2 separate regions of the Pan troglodytes genome follow, and region 1 is linked to region 2. A link is a contact called in public Hi-C data. All regions are on one chromosome and are shown on one strand. Each heading gives the region's core, a stretch centred on a gene start, on an enhancer-like site or on the middle of the called end of the contact. The rest is flanking DNA. Distances are from core to core; before and after follow the strand shown.

Region 1 (3,634 bases), core at 1,024-3,523, 540 kb after region 2:
TAGGAGCATATTTGGGGCTTTGCTAGTTACAAAACTCCATTGGGTTTTCATAAATACACTTTATACTCAAAGCCACTGGAGTAAACCATATAATGACAAGATTGTCTGGAACTGAATGTAATTTATTCATATTGTTTGCAAGGGGAAAGTATTGTACTTAAAATAATTATACTTGTAGTTTTAAAGGTGTTTTTGGGTATCACTATATTTCACTCAGAAAGAGTAAAAGCAGAAACAGAAAAATTTTAAATTGGTTTCCTGTATAATATCTATGCATATACACACAAAACTCTGCAAATGTGTTATTTTTACTTTTCTCTTTATTTTTTGAGACAGGGTCTCATTCTGTCACCCAGGCTGGAATGTAGTGGTGTGATCACTGCTCACTGCAGCCTCAACCTCCTGGGATCAGGCAATCCTCCCATCTCAACCTCCCAAGTAGCTGAGACCACAAGTGTGTGCCACCACACCCAGCTAATTTTTGTATTTTTTTCGTAGAGACAGAGTTTTGCCATGTTGCCCAGGCCAGTCTCGAACTCCTAGGCTCAAGTGATCTGCCCACCTCAGCCTTGCAAAATACTGGGATTACAGGTGTGGACCACTGTGCCTGGCCAAATGTGTTATTTTTAATATAAATCCACTGTTTATTTTAGGATTCCTCACCCCCTGAATTTAATGTGATTCATTTACCTTAGGCAATGACTTATTTGTATTCACTGACAGGCTGCACAGTGGAAAAAGGTCTTCAGAGTGACTAATAAAAGACTACATCCATCTGTCTACCCCAGTATAATACATGTCTCCTAGACATTTTTCTCTATCCCTACAAGTAAAACAGAGGTACAGTCCTATGACTACCCTTTCACTCTTTAATTGATCAAATGAGAAACTTTCTCTTCATGGAAGCATTAATGAAGGAAATTCAAACTGAATTCATCATGTCCAACAAACAATCCATCTTTTTAAATTGAGATAGAATTCACATACCATAAAATTTACCCCTTTGAAGGACACAACTCAGTAGTTTTTAAGTATATTCACAACGCTGTGCAATCATCACCATTATCTAATTCCAGAATGTTTTCATCACCCCCAAAAGTCACTCCCATATCTATTAGCAGTCACCTCCTAATCTCCTTTCCCACTCCCCAGACCGCCCCATCCCTGTCAGCCATCTCTGTCTCTATTGACTTGCCTAGTCTGGAAAGTTCATCTCAATAGAATCATATAATATGTGGTCATTTTTGATCAGCTTTTTATTTCGCTTAGTATAATGTTTTCAAAATCCATCCATGTTGTGGCAAGTATCAGCACCACATTCCTTTTTATTGTCATATAATATTTCCTTATATGAATATACTACCTTTTATTTATCCATTCATTTGTTGATGGATACTTGGGTTTTTTCCATCTTTTGGTTACTATGAATGATGTTGCTTTAAACATTTGTGCACAAGTTTTTGTGTGGACATATGTTTTTTTTTTAATTTCCCTTGGGTATATGCCACCTAGGAGTTAAATTGCTGGGCCATGTGGTAATTCTATCTTTAACTTTAAGAAATATTTTTAAAGCACATTTAAAACTTTTTACTGTATATACTGAGTGGAATAATTTTTTGAGCAACATTACCAAAGAGAAAAAAAATGTTCCAAACATAAATAAGTCTCATTATGACAGAACTTTGTAAAAGATGCTGTTTACTTTGTTTTTTTTTCAATCTGGACAACAGAATTATGACTGTACTATGTATCTATAGGTAATAATACCAGAAAGGCATAGGGCTTTATAGGTAAAAAAAGTCAGTAGAAAATGCTTAAATCCTTACTTAGAATCTGAAGATATTACTTTGAAATACCTAAGATTACTCTTAGTATTCGCATATGCTTATTTATCACAAAGCATATACAATGAAGACTTACAGTCAACTTTCAATTCTTCCTCACACAATATGTAGTACTTATTCTAGAATAACAAGTATAGTCTGTCCTTGTCTGAATTTTTTTTTCTTCTACGTTCTGCTGATAATTCTCAGTATTTTATGTCTTTCTTGTCCTGAGCCATGTTTCACTGACAAATAACATTTCCAGAGACTTTATTCTCTGTGTCTTTCAATTGCTTAGATTTCACTTTAAATACCAGAAGTTTCTAGAGAGGATTCTTTTTCTCATTAGGCCTACAAAATTCTTGCTAACATAAGAAAGGCTGTTCACACTCTGTTAACATGGCACTGGAGCTGTGTAAATTCCTTTTTGTTGAGCATTCTTCTTTCAGTGGGTCTCGGTCTTGGCCATTCTGTGATGAAATGCTGTTTTAGCCTCTTGGTGAGAAGAATGACGTACAGAATGTGAGCCCAGCTGGAAACATCCTTCACAGTACTGAAATACAAGTGCCAAGTCCAAGTACTTTCTGGGTAACATCACCTACCCTCCCTGGCTGTGAAAGCTCAGAGATAAGAGTTTCTAGCTGATCATTTTGCAGTGGATTTTCCTTCCTTAAAAGGAAGGATTTTTTTTCTGAAGAAAAAATATTTTTTGATTTTTTTTCTAAAGAATCAAAATTTATAGTTTAAAAAAAAAGTACAGAGGAAAAAAATTTAAATACTTTTGGAATTGAATGTTTCCCAATCATTTTTTTAAATGTTGTCTTCACTTTTTTTCTTCTTTAACTACCAATGCCCATGTAATTTTTTTTCTTTCATGAGGCATCAGTATTCCTTGCCTAAAGACAGTGTGTCTAATGAGTGACTAGAATCAGGTAAAGAAGAAACTTCTCCTGTCTTGAAGGAGGCGTGTCTGTTGGGGAGGAGAAAGGAGTTTTCCTTGCTTGCTATACACTGAAGACTGTTCCCTTGCCAAGTACACTTTCATTATCTAAGATAAATCGTAATTGCAAAATCGAAGGAGAATTTGCAGACTTACTGTGAATGACCTTGTTGCTGCTATTCTGTGTTGTCAATGTAACAACATAGACAGACTTTACAAAATATCATTTTTTACTTTACTTTTTTACCCCTGTAGGCTTTACAAAATATCATTTTTTTACTTTACTTTTTTGCCCCCGTTATCAAACCAAGGGTAAAGGAGTCATTTACTTTGGTGACACCTACAGGCACATTCAGATAAAAACATTCTCAACCCTCCTTTGTAACCAAAACACTCTCACTGGTCCAGTCAGGAACCCCTGTGTGGATTCTGAATGGTAGTTAGTGGACATCGTCTCAGATTCATTTGAATCTTAAAATACATCAGTTTGTCTCCAAAAGTCATCTTCAAATGTTTAGAAATTTTCATCTGGCTATTTGGGTTTAATACTGAACTACAACAATGTAAATGTCTTCAGCTGGCCTATGCCTCATTCCACCAGCATAAATGTTGCCTTTTACAGGCCATGACTGGATGAGCAGAAACTGCTCAAGTCTCTCTCACCAAAATCACTCTCACACACGCCCCCCTGCTACCATCATACTTCCTGAGGTATAGAAGCTGAACCTGTTCCAAGATGTAACAATTAGATAAAATGATGAACTCCTCAAAAGTGGCCCGTATTCCCAGTGTTGGAAGACTATAGAAGACCACTGGGATTGAGTAACCTTGAAAGAAGTTCACTCAGACAAGCTGTTTGCACATCTGAGTG
Region 2 (3,481 bases), core at 854-3,353:
TAATAATAGCCATTTGGACTGGGGTGAGATGGTAATCTCATTGTGGTTTTGATTTGCATCTTCTGATGATTGGTAGTTTTTGAGCACCTTAACTTTGAAAATCTTCTAAATTAATTTAACATTACCAGAAAATAATTTCAGAACAGTTTCAATCCAATATTATTGTTTAATCTTTCAAGTCTCACAAACATTTCTTTCCAATGAAAGCACAATCTCAATTTACTAAGCAACCATAACTACGTGGCAAACACACTATATTTTTAATGTGCGCTGTATCCTGGGGGTTAAAGATTATATGTCTCAATTTAACATATTTATTTACTTTCTTTTCCTTTCCTTTTTTCTTCCCTTTCTGCCTCTCTCCTTTTTCCATTCCCTCGCAGTCACTCTTTCTCTTTTTTTTTTTTTTTTGAACCTTCCTTTCTGTTTTCCTCATGGTGCAGTGTTTCAGTGTGACCAGCAGAGGACACTATGCTGCAGCAAGTCTGGGCATCAACTATCTAAAAGATAAATTGCTGATTGAATTCAAAGAAGATAGATTAAAACAAGCTTGTAAATGTTGTTAAATACATGAATGCCTACTGCATTTTAATTATGGTGATTTACATGGACCTACCATGATCACGTACTTCATAAAACAAACTTTGCCTTAATAGCTGCACTTAACGATGTACTCTTTCCTTTATGAGAATTTAATTCTCTGAATATGATACGTTTTTAAAATAAGACAAACTCAAACCAGTTGCCAATAGATCCGCAGCTCCTCCTGAGGTCCTTGTTTTATGGGTCTGTTCTACTGTGTAATTGTTTAGTTTAACTTGGTAAACATGTCAGTTTTCCCAGGATAATTAGGTGGATAAACAAAATGTTCAAAAAGAAATGGAGCCAATTAGACTTTTTATCAAAGACATACACACAAAAAAGACTTTACAAATGAGTGGACTTTTCCTTAGAGGTTTGATCTTAAATTAGAGTTCCTGGAATTTACAAGGGACCAAGGAGGCAGTTTTCCTAAATATAACGAAATCTTAATTATCTGGGGAGGAGAGCAAATGAAAGATACAAACTCTCACATGCTTTGAAATCATACTTGGGTTGGAAATGCAGAGGCATGAGTTCAGTAAGAGCATAATTTTATCCCCACCTGCTCACAGCCACTTTTAAACAGGTTGGGCAACTGGAAGAGAATGCCCTGTGGCTTTGGGTAATTTTCTTAGAGCTAGCTCAAAGTAGACAGGTACCCAACATATTTTTAATACTATTAAATAGGTGGCAGTACCTGTTGTGGACAGTTGTGTGTTGTATAGATGGAGACTTCAACAATTGTTTGTTCTAAAATCAACAGTCCATTAATATATTGGGTGCTCTTTCTGTAGAGCTTAACGGTGTTTTAAGAATCATATCACTTTATTCTATTTCTTATTTTTGGTCATTGAAAATAGACTCTTATTTGGAGTGTAACATATGATCTGACTTCTCTATCCAGATTTTGTCTCATGTTTTCTGCTACTTCTCTATAAAGATAGTTTGGTCCTCAGGTGTTGGTTTATGTTGCTGTGATTCAAGACTTGGTTCTATTAGTACAGAATCCAGACATACGTTTGTTTCTCTTTGAAAAATTTCATAATGTAACCCAGTGAATAAAATATTTACCAATATTTTTTCTTTATCACTTCTTACCACAATTTTTCCTAATTATTATTCTTTTTTAATTCTGGAAAGCCACTCAAATAAAATATCTTCAGAATTAACAAAATAAGTTTCTAAATTTAAGGATTCCCACAATTACCTCCTGATTATATAGTAATATTATATAGATACTGCCACTTCTTCACACTTTAAGCTTGTGTACTTTCTCTAAATTTCTGTATTTTTATGAGCTTCATTTGGGGTGGTAATAAAATATGATCCAAAAAAAAAGCCCTTTTATTCTGTAATTATAGCCTCTGTTTTTCTACATAGTTCTCTGAGGATTTCTTCACCTTGCTTCCAGGCTTGTCTGAATTTCTAACTGCTTTTTCTATTGGTTGTCTCAAAGTCTCAGTATAGTACTAAAGTGCTTTCTATTTGTTGCTATATCCGTTACCACTGACAACCTCAGAAATCTTTGTCTCTTGGGTGCCATAGCAATAGGCTGGACACAGCTACCCAGTGTCTTGTGAGATTAGTTCATCACGCATTTAGGAGAGTAAACTGTTGTTTGACATGTAGGAATTAATAAGTGGGTAGTGTACAAAGCCTTTTGTTTTTATTTGTGGAGAGGACTTTAAAAGGGAAAAACTAGGAACATAGTCTAGGCCATGTATAGAAAAGATTGCTTGACAGTAGTTACGGGTTAATGCCTGAGAGTCCTCATGTTTGAGACTGGTGTGTGCTAAGTGTAATGACGTAATCTGAAGAGAGGGTGGCCGCTTCTCTCAAAATGGTTTTATGCTAGTTCTACCTTTCTAGAGACCCACATCTACACTCAATATTGCAGCCCTTGAACCAGCAATCTAGGGACACATTTTCCAAAGAGTCCTTACATAGTTTGATGTCTTTACAAGGATTTTTAAAAATTTTACATTTTTTTTTTGCTTGTCTTTAAAAAATGAAACAGCTGTATTTTGAATAGAAATTTGAGAATAGCAAGGTATCAATAAATAAATAAAAATCATCCTAAATAAAAAACCAAGGAAAACCCAAAACCCTATTCAAGTTTGAAGATGTAAAAAAATATATATATATATTTGGATAGTTGGGTAGGCAGATGGGCAGAGACATTGCTATAAAAATGTGATCATACTATAGTGCTATTTTAAAATAATGAGTTTACATTTAATTTTACTACAATTTAACAGAAGAAAGAAATGAAGGGAACTGAAGAAAATGCTACACTTCAGATAAAAGTTTCTTTACTATAAAAGGTACTATGCTATAAAGAATCTCAGATTTTTAAAGATACATTTAAAAAACCTACCTATGGGCTGGGTGGCATGGCTCACACCTGTAATCCAGCACTTTGGGAGGCTGAGGCAGGTGGATCATGAGGTCAAGAGATCGAGACCAGGCTGGCCAACATGGTGAAACTCCGTCTGCACTAAAAATACAAAAATTAGCTGGGCGTGGTGGTGTGTGCCACCTGTAGTACCAGCTACTTGGGAGGCTGAGGCAGGAGAATCACTTGAACCCTGGAGGCGGAGGTTGCAGTGAGCCTAGATCACGCCACTGTACTCCAGCCTGGTGACAGTGAGACTCCATCTCAAAAAACAAAACAAAACAAAAAACAATAAACAAAACAAAACTATCTGTGAAAGAAACTCAAATCAATTGGAAATTTCTTCTAAACTCTGGGCTTGATGAATCGATCTCAACTTTTCCTTCTATCTCATGTTCTTGGAATGAATTCTTAACTAGATATGAGTTAATATGAGCCTCTCTTTTTGCAAGAAAAAGGGCTAGTTGCATCACCTAGGAAAAAGGAGACAGACCTTTCCAGCAT

What was found. A called contact is a pair of places that touch in the nucleus more often than the background predicts.
Region 1: a contact with region 2 is called in a Hi-C map of stem cell-derived neural progenitor cells, with 2.7 times the contacts expected there. The contact joins two enhancer-like sites. A contact is called at or near these places in 2 of 7 Hi-C or Micro-C datasets (induced pluripotent stem cells and stem cell-derived neural progenitor cells).

What each region holds. Positions count from the first base shown.
Region 1 is chr6:23,324,433-23,328,066 of NHGRI_mPanTro3-v2.0_pri, forward strand. No RefSeq gene overlaps it. Among named protein-coding and RNA genes, the nearest start is that of AHR, 230 kb to the left of the region's middle. Within about 2 kb of position 2,274, at least 2 of the 24 cell types and tissues checked have an H3K27ac peak or open chromatin away from gene starts, as enhancers often do. A contact at or near this core is called in stem cell-derived neural progenitor cells, where this site is marked.
Region 2 is chr6:22,779,973-22,783,453 of NHGRI_mPanTro3-v2.0_pri, forward strand. No RefSeq gene overlaps it. Among named protein-coding and RNA genes, the nearest start is that of AGR3, 100 kb to the left of the region's middle. Within about 2 kb of position 2,104, at least 3 of the 24 cell types and tissues checked have an H3K27ac peak or open chromatin away from gene starts, as enhancers often do. A contact at or near this core is called in stem cell-derived neural progenitor cells, where this site is marked.